Linked DNA regions of Mus musculus: region 1 is linked to region 2. A link is a contact called in public HiChIP or PLAC-seq data. All regions are on one chromosome and are shown on one strand. The core of a region is the stretch at or near the end of the contact, and the rest is flanking DNA. Distances in the headings are between cores, read along the strand shown. Region 1 overlaps Shroom3 (shroom family member 3). Region 2 overlaps Sdad1 (SDA1 domain containing 1).

Region 1 (5,064 bases), core at 1,385-3,884, 540 kb after region 2:
TCAGACATCCAGCATATTCACACACAAACAATAAGAAAAAATTTTTAAATTAAACAAGGTTGATCTCTGGTATCCATAGGCACCCATGTGCGCATGAACACATGCATAAAAAAGAACACACACACACACACCACACACACATCCAGAACTTTGAAAGCTGGAGATGTAGGTCAGTGATAGAAAATGTCTTAAATACACACGAGGTCCTGGGTTCATTCCCCCATACCATCAAACCAGTAATAATAATAATAATAATAATAATAATCTTCTTTAAATTTCTTTGAAGATTTATTTTAAATATATGAGTGTTTTGCCTCTCTCTCTCTTCTCTCTCTCTCTCTCTCTCTCTCTCTCTCTCTCTCTCTCTCTCTCTCTCTCTCTCTCTCTCTCTCTCTCTGTGTGTGTGTGTGTGTGTATCACATTCATGTCTGAGGCCCACAGATTTAAGAAACAGGCATCAGATGCCCTGGTCCTGGGTTTTGGATGGTTGTGAGCCAGCATGTCCATGCTGGAAACTGAACCAGTTTCCTCTGGAAAGAATGGTGTGGTGTGTGTGCTTAACCACTGAGCCACCTCCCCAGCTCCAGTAAAAGCTTCTTACAGAAGCATGGCTGTCTTGGTTTTTGGAAATGCAAATAGGGGTTTAGAATCTGGATTTGGAAGTCGAGATTTTTCTAGACAAAGTTAAACTGTTGTTCAAAAGCGGAGAGACATGTGAAGAGAACCCCAAGGCAGGGGGATAAAGGCAAAAGGTTCATCTGAGATGTGCTTAAAAAAAAAAAAAAAAACCAGGGTGGAGCTGCCCAGCAAGTGGGAGTAGTTGCTATAGTCCAGCCTGGGCTTTGCTTTCTGGTTCGAAGGTGGCATTTCCTAATTTGCACAGGTTCCAAATGAGCTAGGGTAGGCCTGTCTGGGTGCAGCTGTCCTTTCTGGAATCTGTATGAGGGTTCTCCTGCGACTAAGCAGGACCTGAAAGTGTGAAGATGGAGGTAATGACAGATTGAAAAGACCACTAGAAAACAGCTCCAAACCTGTATTTGTAAAGGCCTCACTGGCCGCATTTTGTCATGTCTTTTTTTATTGTTCTTTGTTTTTGTGGCGATGGGGTATGAACCCAGCCAGGGCTTTGTTCATGCTAGGTAAGTGTACTATCGTTGAGCAACATTCCTGATGCCTAGCATCGTCTTGGTTGAACTGGGTGAGTCTGGAGTTAAACCAGAGAGATTGATGGATCTGGATGAGAAATGATGGGGGCATGACTTAGACTCAGGGGAGGGGGCAGTGGCACATTCACTCCCTGGAGGGTGGCCTAGGGGGATGAGGTGACAGGCTGAGTGAGGGGAAACAAAAGTGACTCCGAGGGTTTTCAGGTTAGCTGCCCAGTGGAAAATTGTCGTGATCCTGCAAGGACTGATAACCCCGAGAACTCTGACACAGTGTCTGGTCAGGTTCTCTCTGTTGAATAATAACAATAAAAGTTCCTTATGTAAGTGTTGTGGTTAAAGATTAAAAGCAAGGGCTTTGATACTGGAGTTAAAACACACTGGTCTTGCGCTGTGTCCCTTCAGAGAATGACCAATTGTTATAGAAGGAAATCATAGCTGTCTTCTGGGTTAGGATTTCGCTCAAGTGGAGCAAAACCCCTAGCAGAAAACCAGGTCATTCGAAGTAGGACACACCGAATGCCCAGTGGCTTCATTGCCCTTGGTTAGTCTTCCTAGACTAAGACTGGGGATGTAGTCTGGTTAAGTAGAACACTACTGAGTATGCCCTATACCCCAGCTCAAGCCCCAGTACCCCACAAAAGAAAAAAAAATCCTCCTGTTCAGAATCCATCCCAATCTCTCAAAAGTACAATGTTGTGAGGCACAGTGATGTATGCCTACCTCCAATCCCAGCTACACGGGAAGGCTGAGACAGGAAGAGTGTGAATTCAAGGTCAACCTGGGGTACACCGGAAGAACCTACCTCAACACAGATGCTAAATCCAAAGTGTCCCAGACCCCTTCCCATGCTTTCTGCAGAGAGTAGCATCTTGGGTCTGATACTGTACTTAGCTAGCAGCATCCTTCCTGACAGCATGTGCTCACATCATGATGGTCTTGAGCAGAACACCACCTCCGTGCACCATCAGCTACAACCATTTGCCAGCGTCCCTGTTTTTGCTACAAATGAGTAATGCTGTCTCTGTTTTTGTTAGGAAGAGCAGTTTCAGACATCAAGAAAGGTATGGTCTGCATTGTTGATTCATTCACTTAGCCTTTGGGCTACCGACATCTACTGGATGGCGACAATAGAGCCTTCTTTGTGTTGGCCCAGGACTCGTGAGTCAGAGAGCAGGTTTCCCACATCACATGCTCCCTCCTGATATAGGCTGGGAGAGACTGTACTGATTACAGTTGGTAGGGGAAAGCAAATCTCCAACCTACAGAAACCACTAGAAGAAAGGCAGAAAAACATGGTAGCTGGTTTTCACACGACCAAGGTGTTTTCCTAAGAATTAGAGGCCACAGAAGCTACACTGCATTAACAATTAACATTAGTCAACTCAGACTCCTGTGAACTCGAGCCTGCGCTGCCCGTAGTTAATAGCTCCAAGAAAATGCACTTCAATATTCTTATCAAGAAACCGCCTTGTCATACACTTTGGTCACTGCTCTGGAATGTCCCTCAGGGTCCTGCCAGTTTTCATTGCTTGTAGGTATGACAGAGATGCTTCTAGAAAGGCTCCTGTTTGTGTTTTTACAAACTAGAAATGCTTTTATGGCTTAATGGAACTGAAAAGAGACTCTGGTGTGCTTTTGTCTCACGTATGAAAAAGGGAACAGGGAGAATTCAGGAAGTAATATTGTTAAAGTGACTGGGATAACACAGGCTCAGGGCTGGGGAGGTGCCACCCAAGCGTGAGGACATGAGTTCCCCCCCAGAACCCAGACTCCCATGAAGATTTGGGGCCAGCACTAATCTGTCATATGCAGAGGCAAATGACCAAGAGAGCCAGCATCAAACTAGGAGGAAGGCAAGGACTGACAACCAAAGTTGCCCTCTGACCTCTCCATATGTACTATGGTATATGCACACCTGAGCTCATACATCCTCATCACAGACCCATAGCAGGAAGGAGGGATGGAGAGAGAGAAGAACAGAGACAGAGAGGGAGAGAGAAATACGTGCAAGCATTAAAGCATTTGCTTGTTTGGGGTGCTGAGAATTGAACTCGGGACCTTGTGCATGCTATGCAAATGATCTCCCACTGAGCTGTACCCACAGACCCCAATATTAATTATTAGTTTTGGCTGTCACTGAAGCAGACATGAGGATCAAAGAGTGGGAACTGGGAAACTGTATATTTATGTTACTGTAAATCTACTTTGTCCTTGGAAAAGAAGGGAGAAAATTCAAAATTAGTGAACTCTAATTGTTCGCTGTACAAGAATGGGAAATTAGGCAGCAGGGAAGAGCTTAAGTCAGTAGTTTTCAATTAAAGGGGATTTTGCTGAGGGGACACTGAACATGGTCTGTAAAGCTTTATGCTTGTTGCAGCTGTGTGGAGGGGGACAATCAGGCTTCTAGATGCTCGTGGGCAGGTGTCTGGCTGCTGAAAACATTCCAAGATAAAGGCTCTTAGGATCTGGGGTGTTAGGATTTTATGGTAGAATGCTTTACCATACCCCCACACACTCATCCACATACATACCACACACACCACACATACATACACACACCGTACCCCACATATAATACCACACACATACTCACACACATATACACACATTCTCCCCCACACTCATACACACATACACCACATACATACACACACCACACCATACACACCCACAATCATACCCACACACACCATGCACATCATACATACACACTCATACACACACATATACACATTCACATATACACCACACACACATAGACAAACACATAATCCACACACTCATATACTACATTCACATATACCACATATTCCTCACACACCACACTCACATACACCATGTACATAACATACAGACACATACACACACACACACACACACACACACACACACACACATATAACATACACACAAAGTCTCTTTTGGTGAGAAAGTAGCTCCCGTTGCTTTCTGATAGTTGAAATTATTTTCCCCAGGCTGTATGGGGAAGTTTTCTTACCCCTCCCAGGTTTAGTTTCTTCATATCTAGCTCTCTAGTTATCCGACAGGTCAAGTCAGGTGCTGGGGAGACTGTAGGGAGAAAAGATTGGCCCAGATCCTCCTCCTGTGTTCTCATTAGTGCCCTGTGCACACAGCCAATGCTTGGTGCTGAGGAAGCAGAGGAGAGCCCCCATCAGGAAATGCAGCAGAGGAGAGCCCCCATCAGGAAATGCAGCAGAGGAGAGCCCCCAACAGGAAGTTCCTGCACATTTCAACAGTCCTCCATGGAAAGGAAAAGTTGGTTTTTCAAATACCTGCCAAGCCTGAAGCCAGCCAGGGGCAACTGCCACAGCCTGCTTTCTTCCTTTCTTCCCTCTTTCCCTCGACTGAACTTGCAAGTCATTTATTGAGCATCTACCATCCCAACCCATGTGATGAAGTCTATCCATGATAGGGAAAGGGAATTTAAGGGCTAGGTGGAAGAATATTATTAAGCCCTGTCAATATCAGCTTACCTCAAAACAGGAAAGCAATGTTAGCTAGTCAGTGTTTTTCCTTTAGGCTTTCTGTCTCACAGAGCACACAGTGAACCTTTGCCGTGCATTTGTCTTTGTGGAGAAACTAAGAATATGCATGTGTTGCAGCCATAGGTTAATTTTCATGGTCTAGTTTCCTGTAGAAGAGTTTTGCTTCACTTCTGAGAGATACCCTGGCCTCGTTCTTCATTAGTGGGCCATATCAGTGCATAGTAGCCAAGATGAAATTTAATTATAGCAAATAATCTTTGTGGGGGAATAGGGGTAAGGTTCATAGCTTTTATTACAACATAAAGGTATTGTGTATTACAGAAATCTGTTAGAAGTGAACAGATTAAATGGGACATGTTCTTTAATTAAGGAACCAAGGTAGAAAAATCTCA
Region 2 (5,000 bases), core at 899-3,398:
TGTAAAGTTTGCTAAGTTTAAGTGTCCTTAGTGTTGTGACACTTTTTTTGAGTGGGGTCTTGTGTACCCCAGGCAGCCTTCAGGCTTGCTGTGAGGTACTGGGAACATGGGAGTGTATAACCATGCCAGCCCTTGTGTGGTATTGGGAACTGAAACCAGGGGTTTGTATATGCTACAGAAGCATTCTACCCACTAAGCTCAGATACTCAACCCTGGGACTTGTACTTTTATGTCTGTTATGACAATAGCTTAAAATGTTTTATCATTTTTTCTTGTATTTTCTTACCAGCTACTAAGCCCCATTCTCTAAGGTTGGATGCTAATGCCTGTGTGATATTAACAGGTGACAACTGAAGATCTGAGACTGAGTTTGTGAATGTGCAAGCAAGAACAATATGCTAATAATGTCATATGGATGCAAAAAAATTAGACACATTCCAATTTTAGAGACTAATACAAAAAGCTGCAGTATCTAATATATATATAGAATATATATATTTACATATATATGTATTTATGTGGGCCCATCGCTAGGGTGAAGTGCCAAGACACTGCTCATGGGGTGGGAAAAAGCAGTCTAAATGTGGGAGGCCAAGGCTGGGGTTCCCTGACTCCCAGGCACCCAGTCACTGCTGGAAAACCACACAGAAGAGTCAAGAATGCAATGAAGAGCCTAGGACCAGGAGCTTCCAAACTCCTGGACATTCAGGTGCTACTGGGCCACGAGGGGGTGGGGGAGTGACAGAGTTAGGGGTCCTGGGGCTGAGGCCAATGAGCCCTGGGAGGGGTGGGTGGGGGTGAGAACTCCGGCTTAGTTCCTTGGTGATTGTCCTTAGCTTGGCCTGGGATCACAGAGATGCCTTTTACTGGAGACTTAGGCTGTAGCTCACAGTCAAAGGCTTTCTCCATGCTCCATCTTTATCCATACCATTTATTGACTGCTCATCGTGGAAAATGGGTGCATACCACCTTCTCAGGGTGAACCCGAGACTAAATACCTTTTGCAGGAAGGAATGTCCAGGAAGGGAAGCTTACTGGCTTAACACTCGGGACCTCTAGATACCTCATTAGCACGGAGAACTCTGTGACCACAGGTCACGTTTCCTACACATTCCAGTGTAGCGTGTGTTCCGGGCCAGGAACCTGGTAGGGAGCAGGGAGATGGCCTATCATCTCAGGCGGATGCCTGTGTGCTGGGGTCTCAGACCCATTCAACCTTACCAAGTGTCCTGGCACGGTCTACTGTCCCACACATTTAAATATATTGCATATACTATATAAAGATATGCTGCTTTAAAAACACCCCCCCCTTACATTACTAGTGTTTATATCTCCTGTATATGTTTTAAGACAGGGTGTGTGTAGCCCAGGCTGACCTTTAAATTCTCTATCCCTTCAACCTCAGCCTCATGAGTACTGGGATTATAGGTGGGCACCACACATCCCGCCTTGCCTCTTAGCTTAAAATAACGTTCACTAACAATTGTTACCTGGGCACCAAATGTTCCCCACAGCCTCACGAGCTGGCAGTGGTGGTTTTGGAGTTCAGAACTTTAGGAACTGGAGGCTGGCCAGGGGGACCTGGGCTGAGGTCCAATGAGGGCTTCAGGCATTTGCTCTGGCTTCTGGCTGTGGAGATGAGGAGCCTTAGTCACACACTGGCTCCAGGGAGTTGCCTTCTGCCATGCCTCTCTCTACAAAGGTTGTATCCCTTCACACTGGGAGTCAAAGTGAGTTTTTCCTAAGTTGCTTCTCCCCGGATATTTGATCACAGCAAAAAGAATGTAACCAGTACTCCACCTAACTAGAGTGCGCAATATTGTCCATAGTTTAGAGATGCTGTATCTATTCCTGTCATTTAACAAGCTGTGGCAGACGCCAATCATGTTCCATGTACGTCCTCCTAGCTAGAAAGCAGCCCAGTTCTCTTGGAATGACTGTGCAGTCAGAGGTCAAGAGCCCGACTTCCCACCTTCTCGTAGGAAGAGTGGCCATGTATCACTCTGGTAGGCTGCAGGAGGGATTCTGTGGACTGTTTTCCTAGGAAAAGGAGTTGAAAGTTGAGGCTTAAGAATAATCAGCACAATGCACTCAGATGAAAACTGGATGTGAAATGAGCCAACCACAGCCACACCACACCCACATCTCAAGTCCAAGGGTGACAAAGCAGTTTGTTATCTGTCCACACCTAGACTTATGGGAGACAAGCTCTTGTTTGGTTAGGATATTTAAAATGCACTGTTACCTGCAGGGAAACGACCACAGATGTATGTTTTCATATTGTAGCTCAAAACAAACTGCAGCTCTTGCCTACTTGGGATTTCTTTGAGCTGACGTTTATGGTTTTCTTCTTTAGACTCTTGTGCAAACTGTAAGCCAGTTTTTTTTTTTTTTTTTTAAACATGTTAATGGTACTTTTAAAGGATTTTTTAAATGTGTAGGGTGTTTTGCCTGCATGTGTATTTCTCCACATGCGTGCCTGGTGCCCTTAAACAGGGCACTGGGTCACAAAGACTGATCCAGCTCTCCAGCCCCTGGTTAATGGTCCTTCTGACAACATTGAGTATTGCTGGCAGGGCTCAGACAGGGTCTTATAGGATCTTTCTAGACACTGGGAAGCCAGGGAAAGAATGAGGAAGGGGAGAACGCTTAAAGCCCACAGTGCCTTGGGGCTGACAGCACAGGTCTGTCTAGTCTGAAGTATAGCTTGGTAGTAGCTCACTTGCCCCACATCATGAGGGGCCTTGGCTTGATCCTGACATCATTCGCCAGTGTGGGTGGGGGGATGGGAAGGATGCTGCTCCTTCTAATTATGGAGAGATTTCACAAGGACGATTTGCCACAGACCTTTATTTCTCACCTCACTTTTACTTTTTGGTTTCTTACACAATGACATTAAGTAAAAACATATACACCGTGAAAGACTCAGAAAGTAGAAAGAAAATACACCTTACACATGATCCCAGCACCAACTCCCACCCCCTAATATTTGGCACATTTTCTGGATTTTTTTATAATTACCTACATGTACACTGAATTATGCTACAAATCCTTTTCAAACTTTAGCTACTTATACACTGAGATGAGATGGTCAAAACACACAAGCAGAATCTGCAGGAGAAAATGACACAGACAGCCTTATAGGAAGAGGAGTTGTGCTGTTGACTGTGGCTGAAGCTGCTGTGCTCTCCGCTTTCCTTTGTATCTTCACATGGGTGAGAAGCAGAGACGACAGGAAAGGCTTAATCCCGGAGCTCTGACCTGACCCAGAGTTCCAGCTGCTGCAAGCTTTCTTCTTTTGGTCAAGCTCTCTCTACTCTTCCCCCATTTCATATCCTCACCCCACCCCCAAGCCCCCAGACAGGGTTTTGCTCTCTTGCTATGTGGTCTCAACCCAGAGCACCCCACTGCCTGCCTCATTCTCCCAAGTGCTGGGGTTACAGGTGTGTGTCCCCATACCTGGTAAAGCCTCCCTAAATCTCGAGAAATACACTCCAAACCATGTAAGGAACGAGAGGGTACTATTTGGGAGAAAACATCATCTAGAGAGAGTTTAAAAATATGTCACCTAGAAGAGCTTAAACAGGACACTCAGAACAATTAAACGTTTTAAACTGAAATTTCAACGTAATACTCTACAAACATTATACATTTTAAACTGAAATTTCAATGTAATACTCTATATACATTATACATTTTCAAAAAACAAAATTTGCATTAACTGTAACATTTAAAAACTATTCCAGTAGCCACCGGACTTAGGAACTGTTTTCTACAGTGCGGTCCTGCCTACCACACGCATTGGGAATAAGTTTCAACATGACACAAACATCTAGCAGTGCTTTATACACAATGGATATTCAATATGGGCTTTACACTAGCTGCCTAAACATTGGGTTGGATGGTTAAAATAAACATAGCAACTATAAGGAAAACAACAACAACAAAAACCCTCCCAAAACACAATTTACTAAAAGAGAGGTAGGTGGTCTAACATTTACAGATGGAAACCGTGGCAGGCTGGGGTTAATCCTCATGTTCAAACAGCTGCTGTGCCCTCTACATCATAGGAGACCCTTAGCTAGCACCAGAGATGCTGCAGGGAACAGGCGAGAGCGTCCTGTGAACTTTGCTAATGCCATGCATGTGGCATGCTGGCATTCTGGATTTCTATGCCAATCCCTGGGTATGACCCAGCAGCCTAGAACTGGCCTTGGTACTGTGTGCCTGAAGTCCCAGGGGCTGGGAGCTCCAGCTGCTTTCAGAGCTCCGGCTGCTCAGAGCTGGTTCCTGAGCACACACCCGTGAGGAACACAGGAAGAAGGCCAAGGGACGGCTTCAGGTCTCACACACACAGATAGGCACCAGAAACTTCCTCCACAGCAGTGCTGGGTGAGGCTGACGGGCAGTCCCCTACAGTGACCTGGGCACCGTTGGGGAAAGCAAGGGACAAATAAACCCAAGTCGACCTCAGAAGCTGAACAGAGCCATCGATGGAGAGGAAGGCAACCAGCAGCAGTTGCTCTCCAGCCCAGGGGCAGAGACTGCCCTTCCTCTAACGTGAACATCAAACCTGTTCTCATGACAATAGCACCTAGGAAGTCTGAGGCAAAAGGCATCAAACTGCTTCTAAAGCCAGCAGCCTGCATGCAGACTGGGTCCTGCAATGCATTCACGTGTGGCAACAGCAGCACACACCGCGGTACACACCCATCTGACTACTAACCACCTGTAGCTTTGGTTGAGAACAAGGCACGGGAACTGATCAAACCATGTGAAGAGTAGGCACTCAGGGGTGGGGTGAAGCCCAGGGAGAACCTGCTCAGGGTGAGCAAGAGGGCCCAGGGCTCGCCTCCCGCACAGGAAAGAAAGGAAAACAAACCCCAACAGCAACAGGCAGCAGAGAACCAGCCACCCAACGATAGCTCAAAGATAGCTTTGCTTCTCAATTACGTAGCTCAGGCTGCCCTGAACTAACTCAGGATGTCAAGTTGGTTCTA

The links. HiChIP or PLAC-seq counts read pairs in DNA pulled down with a chosen protein or histone mark.
Region 1: a FOXA1 HiChIP or PLAC-seq map of pancreatic cancer cells shows a contact between it and region 2. The contact joins two enhancer-like sites. A contact is called at or near these places in 1 of 115 datasets of contacts at active chromatin or transcription factors (pancreatic cancer cells) and 1 of 9 other capture datasets (adipose tissue).

Annotation. Positions count from the first base shown.
Region 1 is chr5:92,822,182-92,827,245 of GRCm38.p6, forward strand. All of the region lies in intron 2 of Shroom3 (shroom family member 3), which reads left to right. Among named protein-coding and RNA genes, the nearest start is that of Mir1961, 36 kb to the left of the region's middle. Within about 2 kb of position 2,635, at least 42 of the 459 cell types and tissues checked have an H3K27ac peak or open chromatin away from gene starts, as enhancers often do. A contact at or near this core is called in pancreatic cancer cells, where this site is marked.
Region 2 is chr5:92,281,178-92,286,177 of GRCm38.p6, forward strand. Sdad1 (SDA1 domain containing 1) reads right to left here. Exons shown (of 22, transcript NM_172713.2): 22 at 2,833-5,000. Among named protein-coding and RNA genes, the nearest start is that of Naaa, 5.5 kb to the left of the region's middle. Within about 2 kb of position 2,149, at least 55 of the 459 cell types and tissues checked have an H3K27ac peak or open chromatin away from gene starts, as enhancers often do. A contact at or near this core is called in pancreatic cancer cells, where this site is marked.